Linked DNA regions of Mus musculus: region 1 is linked to region 2. The links are chromatin contacts, called in public HiChIP or PLAC-seq maps. All regions are on one chromosome and are shown on one strand. Each heading gives the region's core, a stretch centred on a gene start, on an enhancer-like site or on the middle of the called end of the contact. The rest is flanking DNA. Distances are from core to core; before and after follow the strand shown. Region 1 holds the start of Dock2 (dedicator of cyto-kinesis 2). Region 2 overlaps Dock2 (dedicator of cyto-kinesis 2).

Region 1 (3,453 bases), core at 498-2,997, 46 kb after region 2:
TCATCAGACCGTCATCATCTTTGTCGTCTTCCTCCTCCTCCTCCTCATCATCATCTTCACCTCATTACAGATGAAGAAACAAGTCTAGATTTGAACTTAAGTTGGACTTCACAACCCAAACTTCTAACCTTCTCCAGACTCCTCAAGGCAGAAGCTGTGCCTTTCTTAAGCACACTGCCTTGCCTGGGAGGAGTCTACTCTGCTTCCACCCCAGGCCTTCTCTGGAGCTCTGATGGAGTCCTGTGGCAAGGCTGTAGCAGGAATGGAAAATAACCTGGTAGGGATTGCCTAAGGCACCCAGAGATGGCCCAGCTGTCTCAACTCCTCACACTTCTCTAACCTTTTGCCTCCCTCCAAGCCCTGTGCCCACCATCTCCAGTGGCCTTCACAATGCAATGCTATGAAATAGGAAAGTGTTAGTACCTGTCATAGAGTGGGGGGAGGAAGGGTGTGGTCTAGGCTTCCACTTAACCCACACCACACCCTTGCCTCCCCTCACAGCAGATTTAAGAGCCCTTCCTTTCTGAGCGTGCTTCTCCAGGCCAGCTAATTTGCCCTAAGACACAAGGTTGCCCCGCCCACATCCCCTGCCCTTTTCACAGTCCTTCTGTTCCTGTATAAATTGCTAGTGGGGATACCCCAGGTGGAAAGGCCGGAGTTGGAGAAGTTTTGAACTTTTAAAGGAGCCTTTATTGAGTCAAATTCAAACTTCCCATTTTATGGATGGAGAACCTGAGACCCCTTGCAGATATGACTTGTCAGTTCTCTGCTGGGGACTTTTCATCTCAAAGTGCCTCACAGTGCCAAATGCTTGCCTGTAGAGGATGGATAGATCTGAGAACCCCCAAAGTAGCCACTCTCAAACTGTGGCTCATGAATACACACACACACCCTGCATCTATCACTCCCACCTCTGAGCTGCCTCAGGCCCGGCCTGTTGAAGCATCCTCTCTTGGGGAGATCTGCGATCTGGCAGTATGGAAATCCCCCAGTCAACCTTTAAATTCTCACTTAGAGTTGGCAGGATTGCATCACTGGTGCCACTTAGAGTCACATTACCTGACACCTCCCTTCCCCCAGCCACCACTTCCGCCCCCAGTTTGAAGCAGAGGCTTCTGGGAGCTTAGATGGCTGAAGCTGATGAGGCTGTTTTCTCCGATAATTTGACAGGACTCACTCTCTCAAAAGCTCTAATGAAAGACCCCATTGGCTTTGTCCCGGCCCCAAACTGGATACCTGGGATATTAGAGCAGTTAGATCAGAGTCACCTGACCGAGAGCAAACCAGCAAACGAGATGGACAGAGCCATGGTGGCTTGAAGACTGGCTAATGGAGAGTGCTCTGTGCAAAGCAAAGTCTGGTACACAGAGCTGCGGGGCCACCTCATCTTAAGGATGTGTGAGCAAGCACTTGGGAGAGGCTGAAGGCAAGAATATACTTTCTCTGCCTTCATTTTCTCCTTCAACCCGGCGACTGCAGCAGAGAGAAAGCACTGCGTTCCAGACCATAAGTTAGCATGGCCCGCCCTGCCCTCACCCATCCTGCAGGTCCCATCACATCTGCCTCCAGCCACCTGCCCTCTGCCGCAGCGCAGACCCAGTGCCCACACTTGCCCACACCTACCCACTCCGTGACGCTCCTTGTCAGTTTTGCGCCAGGGGGCCATGGCAAGACCGGAGCCTTGAGAGCCTCCTGTTCTCTAGTGAAGAAGCTGGCTGGGGTGGTTAGGCGCCTTGCAGGGCCCCACTTCCTTCCTCTTTTTAAACTCTCTCTCTCTCAAGGTCCGCCTTCCCCTCCTCTGGGTCCCCACTCCCTCCTCCCCCTTCTTCTCCAGCAGGGGCACACACAGCCAAGGGCTAGAAGATTGCCTTCAAAATTTGGAGACCACCCTCATTTGTCTCTTCCGGAGGAAAGTGGCTACAAGGCATACAGGTACTTAAAGCCAACCCAGACCGCGAGGGTAGAGTTTCCCTGACTTCTGAACCCTGTTAGTGACTAAGCATGAGCTTTGGGGGCTGATCTTCATTTCTCGGTGTTTCGGGTTCTTCATCAGGAAGATGGGGTAAGATTGCCCCTTCACCTGCTTTTCCTGAGGATTAGAGAAGAACCTGTACTCAGTGAGTGACACGCTAGAGATGGGGTCACTTTAGTTAGCATCCTTTCTGTGCCATGAACCCAACTGGGAATCCGATGCCAGCCCAGAAGCCTCCCTCTAACACTACTCAGGCACACCAGCAGGTCTGGGCACCTTCACCACCAGCAAGCGTGGGCAGGGCAAGAGACAGCCAGGGTGAATTAGACAGACATTTCCCCACAAACCTGAAGTTTGCTCTTGGAATAGATTCAATTGAAGAGGAAAATATCTCTCAGGGCTACCATCACAATGATCTAAGTCTCCTTGAATTTTCTTTCTTTATTACCATTTCCCATAACCTCTTTCTGCCCTACCCCAGACACATTAGGAAAGACCAGGCAAAATCACTACTGACAGTTTTCACAAAATACCAATTTTCTTTCATTTTAATTTATTGGCTTTTCAGTTTCTGACAGCACAAGTTGGGTGCATCTGTTAGATTACTTTTCCCTAGGAACACATGAAACCCTCTACCCACCACAGATAGGGCTCTAATGACAGACCTTAGCAATGACTCCTCTCAAGTCTAGGTTGGGAAATCAAAGAGTTCGTTGAATTTGCTTCTAGGAACACAACTGAGGGGTTACTTAAAGGAGCATAGGTGAACCCCAAAACAGCTACATCACTAAAATGTCTCACCCCACATTGGATGAGAACTTCCCCATAGCTGCATAGGTATAGTCTCCTCTTTCATTAATCCATCACACACTCTGTCACCTCTCAGACCATGTGACTATGTATGCCTGAGACAAAGTTACATGCAGCTGCCAGAGACACTCAGAAAGGACTGGCTGAAATCCCAGAAGGGGTTCTAATGACTCCCCCACTCTCCCTTGGCAACAGGCCAAATCTTGGGGAATCTCTTGGGAATAGTCACAAGTGTTCTAGTGGCCCTTGTAAGAGCTAGAAGATTTGGAAGACAGCACAGCACAGCAGCAGCAGCCACAGTAAGCAGCTATATCACAGCTTTGTGGAAAGATCAAAGCCAGGAGAATGTGTGTATGCATTTAATATTCATTACTTAGTAACATTTTTTGTTGTTGTGACAAAACACTGACCATGACCAAGGCAACTTACAAAGAAAGCATTTAATTTAGGGCTTACAGTTCAAGAGCGTGGTACCATCCATGATCATCTTGGCAGGGACCATGAGAGCAGGCAGGAAGACATAGGGCTGGAGCAGTAGTAGAACACTTATATCTGATCCACAAGCATGAGGCAGAGAGTTACCTGAGAACAGCATGTGATGTGTTTATAAAAAGATAAAGAGGTATAAGTCATGTTCTATGGGGCTGTGGTAAGGTATGGGGAAAGGGGTG
Region 2 (3,610 bases), core at 180-2,679:
GTTGTACTCCCTTCCTACAGCACACATGTAACCCAAAAATACACAAAAGGGAGAGAGGAAAGATTCAAAATCTCCTAGAACCAAGAAAAAGCACCCTCTGTCTGCCATTTTTAGGCAGAACTTGGTCATGTCATAAGCCTCAATGTTCTTATCTGATAAAAGTAGCACCTTTCCTCAGAGGATTGTCACAAGAACTATTTTTAAAACATCATTACAGAGGCTGAGGAAATAGTTATACAGTGAACAGCACCCATTGCTCTTACAGGAGACCTGAGTTCGGTTCCTAACACCCGTATTAAGTGGTTCACAACACCCTAAAACTCTGGCTCCAGAGGAGCTGAGATCTCTGGATTCTGTGGGCGCCTGAACTCAACTACACATACCCATCCAGAGACACACATACACATAATTCCAAATAAATAAATAACGCGATTATAAAGAAATGCATTTAATAAAGATACGAAACATTGAACAGGAAGAAAACATTCCAATTTCAAGATAACCATGGCTTGCTTGTGGGCAAAATGGAAAGACAGGAACATGGGGACAATCAGCTGGGATCTCGGTCACACCTGAGGGGTTGGGGAGTTTGGGAGTTTTAGGGTTTTTTTTGTTTTTGTTTTTGTTTTTCTTTTTCTTTTTTGAGACAGGATTTCTCGTTGTAGCCTTGGCTGTTCCTGAACTCACTTTGTAGACCAGGCTGGCCTTGAACTCCAGATCCCCCTGCCTCTGCCTCCCAAGTGCTGGGATTAAAGGCATGGCTACCACCACTGCCCAACTTACATCTGAGTATTTTTAAGGAATATATGAAGCAAGAATGTTACTATTTATCTAAGTGATGAGTACCTGAAAGTACTTTTACTTTCCTCTGTAATAATAATAATCAATAATATCTAATAATATCAAGATCAAATAGGAATTATTTGATCAGAGGTTAAGAGTATGGGCTCTGATTAAAAGCCTCCTATGAAGTAAAGGAAGTAATGAACGAAATCAGATGGCAACTTGGAGACTGAAAAAAAATTGCAAACTATTTGTCTAATAAGGGGAAAATACTAAAAATAATGAAGGAATCATCTGACCCAGTAGTACAAAAGCAAGCAATCCATTTAAAACATGGACCATTTTTACAGAAAATATAGAAAACTGCTAACGAGAATATGAGAAGTCCCTGGGCATTATTAGTCATCAGGGTACTGCAAATCCAAACCACAAGACACTGCCCGTGTTTACTGATAAGGATACGTTCAAAAAGTCAAGAGGTAATAAATGAGTGTTAACAAGGAAACAAACTAAGTATACTGTTGGTAGGAAGTATACCGTTGTTACTCATCTCTATGAGTACAACTGCTATGGAAAAAAAAAAAGGCTAATGGTTACTAAAATCTTTAAAAATAGAACTTCCACATGGCCAACAAGCTCCCTCCTAGACATCTACCCAAAGGAAATGACATCACCAGTTCTTTAAGATGTCTGTGCTCCCATGTTCATAATAGTCTGCAGCTCTGTTCATAAAAGTTAAGGTTTGTTTGTTTGGTTGGTTGGTTGGGTTTTTGTTGTTGTTGTTTGTTTTTTCGAGACAGGGTTTCTCTGTGTAGCCCTGGCTGTCCTAGAACTCACTCTGTAGACCAGGCTGGCCTCGAACTCAGAAATCTGCCTGTCTCTGCTTCCCGAGTGCTGGGATTAAAGTCGTGCACCAGGAAGCACCCATCAGTGAGTGAACAAAGAAGCAGAGGTGTATCAAGTGCACTATACAAGCAGAACACTACTCAGCTGAGCGTGGTGGTGCATGCCTTTAATAAGCACATAGCAGAAAAAAAATACTCTATGATCTCATCTGCGTGTGACATCTAATAACAATAAAGAACCAGAGGGTCAGGGAGTTTGCTCTGAGATGGTGTCTCCTAGTAACATCAGAAGTTAACTCCATAACACCATCATGACAGCCCGAATGTGAGCCGAACAAGGATGAAACCAATGGACACACCTAAGTAGACAAGAACAAGCCACAGAGGCCACCATCTAACACAAAGACATGCAGGCAACTGAGGAATGCTGGGAGTAGGAGGGCTGGTCTTCCCAGAGAAGAGCACACCAACTGGGCAGTGCCAAAGGACCGGTCCAGGAAACATACACACAAAAAATACAATATGAACAGGTTATATTCAGGAATATATTCAGGAAATTCGAGACATAGGTCAGAAGATACAAAGCAGTAGATATGCAAACTGAAGAAGTCAAGAAGGACACGCGCAGCAGACAGACTCCAGTTAAGAAAACAATAACAAGGGGCTGGAGAGGTGGCTCAGTGGTTAAGAACACTGACTGCTCTTCCAGAAGTCCTGAGTTCAATTCCCAGCAACCACATGGTACCTCACAACCATCTGCAATGGTATTGATGCCCTCTTCTGGTGTGTCTGAAGAGAGAGATGTTTTACCCACATATATAAAAGAAATAAAATCTAAAAGGAGCAGGAGAAGGAAGAAAAAAGGAAGGGAGGGAGGGAGGGAGGGACGAAGGATACCATTATGTTGTATACCTCCACTATAGATAATAAAATGTATGTATTTAAAAATGAGTGTGTAGTCAAAACTTGGCTTAGAATGAAGATCTGAGTCCTCCTATCTGAGTGATCGTTGACAAGTGACATGTTGAATAGGAATAATCACAGCTGCCTTGTCAAATTTAAATTGTGTGAAGTGTTCAGAGGGATCTATTTCCCTGTGCCTGCCATACGGAAAATATTCAAAAGGTTAGTGGGTACCATGTCCTTTTTTGGACAATAGTTAAATTAATATCATAATCCAACAAGTTAGAAATGTTTTCTATTTTGTTTCCAGAACCTACAGACTTAGAATCTCATTCTTTTTATTGATGTCCTTTCAACATATTTCCATAACAACAGAATAAATGAGACAGAACTCAAGCTCACTGACATCTCAGCCCCACCCTCATTCAAAAAAACAGGAAAAGTGGGTTTCAACTTTCAGAGAGTGGAGCAGCATCCTCCAAACAATAGAATCCCTTTCACACCCAGCAGCTTCTCGCACACAGCTGAACAAAGGAGGCCTCCTGGCAGAGTGGTTCTTCAAATGATCCCCTGTGAAGAGCTCACAATGTCCCCATTGTTTGGGTCACAATCACCCTTGACAGGGTTGCTAGTACAGAAGGTGCTGTAGATTCTGGTGTGCCCCACTCTACCCATGGTAGATTCAATCCTTCACCACCTACCCAGAGCTCTTTGTGGCCCACACAGTCCTGCAGGCAAGGGCATCTGACAGCTCTGAAGAGCTGCAGATGTTGGCGGGCAAGAAGGCTGGCTCTCAGAACCCTGTCATGAGATACTCTCTGTAGAAAACAGTGAAGTATTACATTGCTTTATAACAACTCAAATCTCCCAGTAGCCTCTTTCCTTGCCCCTCCCCACGGTCATATTTTACTGGAAACAAGTCCAAAAATTTTCTGGAGTCTCTGTCTAGAGCCCCCCCCCCCCTTACTACTATAATAGACCCCACAGCCCTGACATACACAAGTATCCGTAAACAGACTTTTTTGTCATTCCAAGCCGGGCAGGGAATGAGTAAGTATAGTGTCCACATACAACTCCGA

What was found. HiChIP or PLAC-seq counts read pairs in DNA pulled down with a chosen protein or histone mark.
Region 1: an H3K4me3 HiChIP or PLAC-seq map of bone marrow-derived macrophages shows a contact between it and region 2, with 3 times the contacts expected there. The contact joins the promoter of Dock2 here to the enhancer-like site in region 2. A contact is called at or near these places in 6 of 39 promoter capture datasets (the C10 cell line, the HPC-7 cell line, neutrophils and 1 more), 2 of 15 datasets of contacts at CTCF or cohesin (CD8 T cells and large pre-B cells), 65 of 484 Hi-C or Micro-C datasets (B cells, the BV-2 cell line, the Ba/F3 cell line and 40 more), 21 of 115 datasets of contacts at active chromatin or transcription factors (the 230-238 cell line, CD8 T cells, the SCID.adh cell line and 14 more) and 4 of 9 other capture datasets (adipose tissue, liver, macrophages and 1 more).

Annotation. Positions count from the first base shown.
Region 1 is chr11:34,782,158-34,785,610 of GRCm38.p6, forward strand. It overlaps Dock2 (dedicator of cyto-kinesis 2), which reads right to left and starts at 1,748. Exons shown (of 52, transcript NM_033374.3): 1 at 1,624-1,748. The coding sequence starts at 1,666.
Region 2 is chr11:34,736,057-34,739,666 of GRCm38.p6, forward strand. All of the region lies in intron 2 of Dock2 (dedicator of cyto-kinesis 2), which reads right to left. Among named protein-coding and RNA genes, the nearest start is that of Gm51858, 43 kb to the left of the region's middle. Within about 2 kb of position 1,430, at least 38 of the 459 cell types and tissues checked have an H3K27ac peak or open chromatin away from gene starts, as enhancers often do. A contact at or near this core is called in B cells, the BV-2 cell line, the Ba/F3 cell line and 11 more, where this site is marked.